2 separate regions of the Mus musculus genome follow, and region 1 is linked to region 2. A link is a contact called in public promoter capture Hi-C data. All regions are on one chromosome and are shown on one strand. The core of a region is the stretch at or near the end of the contact, and the rest is flanking DNA. Distances in the headings are between cores, read along the strand shown. Region 1 overlaps Cert1 (ceramide transporter 1). Region 2 overlaps Polk (polymerase (DNA directed), kappa).

Region 1 (3,270 bases), core at 40-2,539, 76 kb before region 2:
TCATTACCTCTCTATCACTCGAGAAGTCTTAGAATACACAACACTTTTTTCTCATACATGCACCTATGAAAGTCAGAGATAGAGCGTAAAGGCATGTGCTGTATATTTGCATGAAATAGATTAATATAGAGCTTATTGTATAATGAGTATAAGAGGATCCTGGGAAGGAACAGAAACCTTCAGTCCTTCCAGATGTTAAATATTAGTAAAACCTGTCTGGAACTTCTAATAAAACAAGCCCACTACAAGAACCAATCCATACCAATCTAACTCAACCAAACCAAATAAACAAGCAAACATACAATAGCCTTCCAGTGACATGAGAACAGAACGATATGTTTACTATTCCAAACGGACTGTCCAGCTATCCAAAGAGCAGGTAATAGCCAGAGAAAGTAACTGTGAATTGAATGAGCCGAAATGATCAGAGTCCACATCATTCATGCTCTACATTTTTGTTTATCCTGAGTAGGCTATATTGCTCATCTGTTTGTTTTTATTTGGAGGTGGAGAGAAAGGAACCATATAGCATGCTATCATATTTCATTTTATAGGAAACGTACTAAGCTTATGCATCTAGTACATAGTAGTGGCATGACTCAAAAAAAATGTATGGATCTGATTGTAGCAGTACTAAAACACTAGTTTACACAACACATTGCCTTTTATGGCCACCCAAGAGCAAGAGGAGGAATTCCATTAGTTTATACACATAGGCTAGGAGAATTCAGATGATGTACTAATTTTAAAGAACTGGTCTTAAGAGAACTGTGTTCCAGCAATAAGCTTACCAGTAGTAATTGATAAAAAAGAGAATTAATATAAAATCAAATGCTAAAATAGAATGAACTAGCAGGGCAGTGGTGGCACCCATCTTTAATCCCAGCACTTGGGTGGTAAAGGCAGGCAGATCTCTTGAGTTCAGGGTCAGCCTGGTCTACAGAGTGAGTTCTGTAGACTCAAACAGCTAGAGAGAGAAAAACTGTGTAGAATTAAGAAAACAAAACAAAAAACAAAATAACCCGCCCCCAACAAACTCAGAACGAACTAGAAGTTAGTAGCATAATACACAAAATATTTAATTTTACTACAAATATGTCAGCTCCTTGTAAAATTACACTTTCTTTACTTTCCAGGGTGGCAGAGAGATGATGAGTCACATAAAGCTCGTGACATCAGAACAGAAAGATATGTTTACTATTCCAAACGGACTGTCCAGCTATCCAAAGAGCAGGTAATAGCCAGAGAAAGTAACTGAATTGAATGAGCTGAAATGATCAGAGTCCACATCATTCACGCTCTACATTTTACACTAACTGGTTCTCAGCGACCTCTAACTGGTTCTCAGCGACCTCTAACTGGTTCTCAGCAACCTCTAACTGGTTCTCAGCAACCTCTATCTGGTACTCAGCAACCTCTAACTGGTTCTCAGCGACCTCTAACTGGTTCTCAGCGACCTCTAACTGGTTTCTCAGCGACCTCTAACTGGTACTCAGCGACCTCTAACGAGTTCTCAGCGACCTCTAACTGGTTCTCAGCGACCTCTATCTGGTACTCAGCGACCTCTAACGGGTTCTCAGCGACCTCTAACGGGTTCTCAGTGACCTCTAACGGGTTCTCAGCGACCTCTAACTGGTTCTCAGCGACCTCTATCTGGTACTCAGCGACCTCTAACTGGTTCTCAGTGACCTCTAACTGGTTCTCAGTGACCTCTAGAAACTGGCAGGTCTCAGTGTCATCATCGCCTTAATAATTTGGTATTAATTCTAAAGATCAGGTTAACTTCATGTTTACTTTAGTAAAATTTCCAAGTGAAATCGTCAACAGTCCTTAATGATATTGACCCAGGAAATACATTACTCTATCTGCTTTATTAGGGAAAGAAAGAAGATAATTTGTAAATTAAAGGTAGTAACATTTGAAATTTCTCCTTCAGTTAGTTAAAGAAATCAAAATAAGTTAGTTTTAGAATTTACAGTTAATTTACATATCAACTAGCATGCTGCTTAGCAGTCACACATCACTTATTTTATTTTTGTACATTAAGCATGAAAACAATAACAAAATTTATTTGTTTTAAAAGTAGCTATATTAGTTTTTCCAAAGAACTTAAGATCAGCTTAAGTCTCATCTCTGAGATCCAAAGAAATCAAAAACATGAGCTGCATGCTTTATGTACTTATCTCCTGCAAACACAAAACACAAATGGAAACTTGCATAGTACCTGGCTTGGACTATACTGAGGAAAGAGAACAAAATAAAGTTCTCTCAGAGAAAAGAATAGCCATAAGTCTAAATCAACTGACAAAACCTTAAAGGTCAAATCTGCTAAAAATATACAAATTGGTCCTGCTTAAATGACATCTTTAATCACCAATGAGAGAGCTGGCCCTGAATGAATATAATCAACTTTCCGGGTGTGTACATTTAGCCACTCTCATTGAATGTTCAGCTCTTCTTCCAGAGACAATATGCTATAATTTACGGAATCTATTGACTCCAAAGCCCTTGCTTTTCAACTATACTATAAGCAGGGACATTTGTCACTTTGGAGATGGATGTGTACACACACACACACACACACACACACACACACGACATACATAATTTATAATGATGTATATCTTATAAACATTTTAGATAAATGAGATCTTACCTATCCCTTATTATAGTTTTGACCAGAAGCACAACCAACTGACAGTTGAGGGACGTCTGAGATTCTAAAGTACTGGCTCATCTTGTTTTTAAATAATCAAAATGACCCTCATTTTTCATGTATATGCTCTCTTATGAAGTTATAGCCAAAAAATAACTAAGACTTAGAAAACATTTTAAACCAACATAATACTAAAAAGATATTTATTTTCTAAACTGAAAATAAACCAAGAAAGGAAAAGGTGAGCTAACAAATCACTGGTCTCAAGAAGAATGTTCTCATGCCGTATCAGATGAATCTGGCTTTTCTTGTTTTGTGCTGCCTATGTGTCTTGTGGCTGCCAAAAATAAAACAGGTATTTCAACTCTAACTGTGTTGACACTCATGTGAACAAGTACAGACAAGTATGCAAAGAGGCACAAATTCTCTTAAGCCACTGAAGGATGGTAGGTATAATGACTACAGAACTTTGCCTAGGCTTTGCCACACTAGTGAAATAGGAATAAGGAAGACTACTGGTATGGTTCTTTAGACTACTTACCAGCGAAAACAGACCACAAAGATTAGCTTTAAGTCATAGAACATGCCCTAAACAGCAAAACCAGTTTTTAGAC
Region 2 (3,605 bases), core at 279-2,778:
ATACCAATGGGGTTTTAAAAATTAGATCTATGCAATCTCTTAAAATGAGATGAAAGTGTTAAATCTCCAGATCTTAGGAAATTACAAGCTTCTTCAGACTGTTTGCCAAACAGTTATTTTCTTAATATCAAAGCATTTAGATTACATTGAAGTAAAGGAAGCTCTCTGTTTAAAGTGGCTTTTGTTGTTATTGTTGATAGGAATCAGACTTTTAAAAAGATTAGCCCCAAACACACCAAAACCCTTGGTGATTTCGTTGTCCTTTGTTCCCGGGTTTCCTATAATCTAGTTCTAAGACGACAGTGTGGCTGTTTCCAACCCTGCAGACATCCATAAACTCCTCTCTCTCCTTCACCATAGACCTTGCTGTGCCACGTGGGGGAGGGGCAGCGGTACACCTGGATGTCTTCTGTCACTCTCTTCTGAGGCAAGGTCTCTGGGGATCTGCTGTTGTCATTGTCCCTCCCATCGCCCTTTACTTCGGAGGCCCCGCTATACCTAGCTTTTATGCTGGCATTGTAGATCTGAACTCGGGTCCTCAAGCTTGCGTGGCAAGCGCTTTACCCGCTAAGGCATCTCCACAGAGCCTCATGATTCTTCTACACAACTAGAGGATTCGGGACTCACTCCATAGATTTGTATTATTTATCCAAAGTGATACCGTGAAACATTCGGATGTTACACATTCTGCCTCCAGTCCCTTTGCCAAAAGGGCTAGTACTTCAAATGTCTGACCTGTCTCAAATGCATGAACAAAGTTCACCCAGCTGAAAAGGTGACCCAAAAGGACTCACTCACAAACCGCAGCCACATTTCATGTGTGTAACGTCTTCACAGCATCAGAGGGGCTAGTCAGTGGTGGGCAAGCAGGCTAGTAACCTCCTTGAGCAAAAATGGTCGGGGTGTGGTGGAATCGAATATTTTTCCCTTTTTTTTTGTTTTTTTTTTGTTTTGTTTTGTTTTGTTTTTGGCTTTTGTTTTTGGTTTTCTTTTGTTTTGATTTGATTTTTTGAGACTGGGTTTTCCTACATAGCCTTGAGCCCTACCTGTCCTGAAACTCACTGTGTAGACCAGGCTGGCCTCAAACTCTGAGATTAAAGGCTTGCGCCACCACACCCAGCAGCATCAAATTCTAAGACTCACACGGTTAGGAGCTCCCCTTGTTTGCAACAAGTTTAATACAGACACCAAATCAAAGCCTCATTATCTTATTTCCTAGGTCTTTCTTTTTTCTTTGATGGAAACATCAAAAAAAGAATAGTAGCTTCTAAACACAGAAGCTTGGAACAACAGCAGAAAGACCTTTGCCCTTTTGGCATAACCTTATTGTTTGGGCATGAGAGGTAAAAAGTAGAAAAGTAAAAATGTAAAAGCCTATTCTGTTAGTTTCTTAGTGTTTTTGAGAGCAGTGGAGAGGAAATTACTGATTGATTTTAAGCACCCCCTCAATGGCTACTCTTGCCTTGTGTTTAAAAACTGCTTTAGGCTTAAGGTGAGTGACTTCCTCTCTGCCAGTGCTCCTTTCAGTGTCCAAGCTGGCGATGGTGAGGTGATGTCACAGCAAGGTTGCTCATTTGCCCGGTGTTCACTTCATCTGTTTCATATTCTTAAGCAAATGAAATGATTTAACTTTTGTTTTTTACACATAATTCCCTATGGGCTGCATTCTTACGAACAGCAAACCTTGTATTTTCGGGGTTTGCAAGTGGGCAGGTGATTGGTGGATCTTTCAAGATTCTTTGTCTCTAGAAATAGGTAGTGAACTATTGTCCTTATTTGCAAATAGAATATTAAGCATTGTTTTATGTCTGCTTTGCCATACAAATCTAGCTGGCAAGTGTTGTGCTGTGTTGGAGATTCGAACGCTAGCACTTGAGTGCTTGCGGTCCACATGGAGCACTCTAGTCTGGCTCTGTTGCTCTGCTTGCTTCAGTCAGGGAGAGTGTGAAGGAGTTTCATTCAGCAGCCGGTTACACAGCCAGGCCACACAGAGGTCAAGTACAGCTGGGGTTGAAAAGATGCTGTGTTGCTGCAGCAGCTCTGACGATGCACCAGAGGCAGCATCTTGGCTTCCGGGAGTAGAGGGCGCCAGGGCGAGACACAACTCCGAAGGGGGCTCAGGAGCCGGGTCAGGATGATAGACTGGCCTGCATTCTGTCTGTAGCCCTTTACCTTGACTTCTGTGCAGCCGACTGGAAGAAAGGGCGTCTGGGTAGCCCTCATGTCAGCTGTCCCATCCTCTTACTCCTCCCAAGTTGCCCTAAAGTTTAAAAATCAGAATGTGAACATGGAAATGGCCTGAAGCACAGATGTGGTGAGAACAGGTTGTACTGTGTGTGGCCTGCAGATTCAGAGTTGAGGTTTCTATCTGTAAAGCAACTCATACACCATAATTAAAGATTGCAACTAATCAAGTATACTGTTATATTATTTACATATCTGTAAACATTTTTCTCTCTCCCTCTCTCTCTTTCTTTCTTCCTTCCTTCCTTACTTCCTTCCTTCTCTTTCTTTATTCTTTCTTTCTTTCTTTCTTTCTTTCTTTCTTTCTCTCTTTTCTTTCTCTCTTTCTTTCTTCCTTTTAAAAAGAGCTCTGGCTGTCCTGGAACTCACAGAAACCTGACTGCCTCTGCTTCCCCAGGGTTGGGCTTAAAGATGTGTGCCACCACCCAGCCTTCTTTAAACATTTTCTAAAGACCAAGGTCATTTTTCAAGGAAAATACCTTCAACTGTGTCTGGAAATTTAATTTAAGAAAATTAAGCTCCTATACCTATAATCTCAGCACTCTGAAGGCTGAAGCAATAGAATTTGGTGTTCAAGACCAACCTGGACAGGCTGCATAGTTAATGTGAGGATAACCTAGCTTTAAAAAAAAATAAAAAAGAATATAATTGTTGCTTCTGTATTTACCTTGATTTGGGAAATATATGTGTTATGATATGGGATCAGAAAACTGTTGTTAATCCTATAAATATATTTAAATTGTTTTTATCTTATATTAAGCTTAGAGAACAGTTTTTAGTGGAATTATTCATGTGACTATTTTTGGTATTGTCATCCTCCTGTCTCACCCTCCCATGTACTGGGTCTTGGGATCCCAGGCACACACCAGTGTGCCCAACTCCTCTACGTCCTAACAGTACCACTCTCCAGTGTGTTAATGATTACACTTTCTGCTTTAAATCTGGGCCTTCATTAGTTGGATCAGACTCTAAGAATTTATGTAAAGAAGTTCTGCTTTCATTTTGCTGAAAGGACCCTGATTTAGCTCTCTCTTGTGAGGCTATGCCAGTACCTTGCAAATACAGAAGTGGATGCTCACAGTCAGCTATTAGATGGAACACAGGGCCCCCAATGGAGGAGCTAGAGAAAGTACCCAAGGAGCTGAAGGGATCTGCAGCCCTATAGGTGGAACAACATTATGAACTAACCAGTACCCCCCCTCCCCCGAGCTCTTGTCTCTAGTGCATATGTAGCAGAGGATGGCCTAGTTGGGCATCAATGGGAGAAGAGGCCCCTTGGTCTTTCGAAGATCATATGCCCCAGTACAGAGGAATGCCAGGGCCAGGAAGCGGTAGTGGATGGGTTGGGGGAGGGTATAGGG

Evidence for each region. Promoter capture Hi-C pulls out the DNA fragments that hold promoters and counts their contacts.
Region 1: a contact with region 2 is called in a promoter capture Hi-C map of liver, with 1.9 times the contacts expected there. The contact joins two enhancer-like sites. A contact is called at or near these places in 11 of 39 promoter capture datasets (the HPC-7 cell line, embryonic stem cells, frontonasal cranial neural crest and 7 more), 4 of 484 Hi-C or Micro-C datasets (CD8 T cells, cerebral cortex, conventional type 1 dendritic cells and 1 more), 1 of 115 datasets of contacts at active chromatin or transcription factors (bone marrow-derived macrophages) and 3 of 9 other capture datasets (adipose tissue, liver and pancreatic islet).

What each region holds. Positions count from the first base shown.
Region 1 is chr13:96,574,135-96,577,404 of GRCm38.p6, reverse strand. All of the region lies in intron 3 of Cert1 (ceramide transporter 1), which reads right to left. It overlaps Gm46436 (a long non-coding RNA gene), which reads right to left. Exons shown (of 2, transcript XR_001781022.2): 1 at 1,669-3,270; 2 at 1-1,563. Among named protein-coding and RNA genes, the nearest start is that of Gm46436, 3.7 kb to the right of the region's middle. Within about 2 kb of position 1,289, at least 5 of the 459 cell types and tissues checked have an H3K27ac peak or open chromatin away from gene starts, as enhancers often do. A contact at or near this core is called in liver, where this site is marked.
Region 2 is chr13:96,497,789-96,501,393 of GRCm38.p6, reverse strand. The region is part of intron 6 of Polk (polymerase (DNA directed), kappa); the gene reads left to right. Among named protein-coding and RNA genes, the nearest start is that of Ankdd1b, 28 kb to the right of the region's middle. Within about 2 kb of position 1,528, at least 9 of the 459 cell types and tissues checked have an H3K27ac peak or open chromatin away from gene starts, as enhancers often do. A contact at or near this core is called in liver, where this site is marked.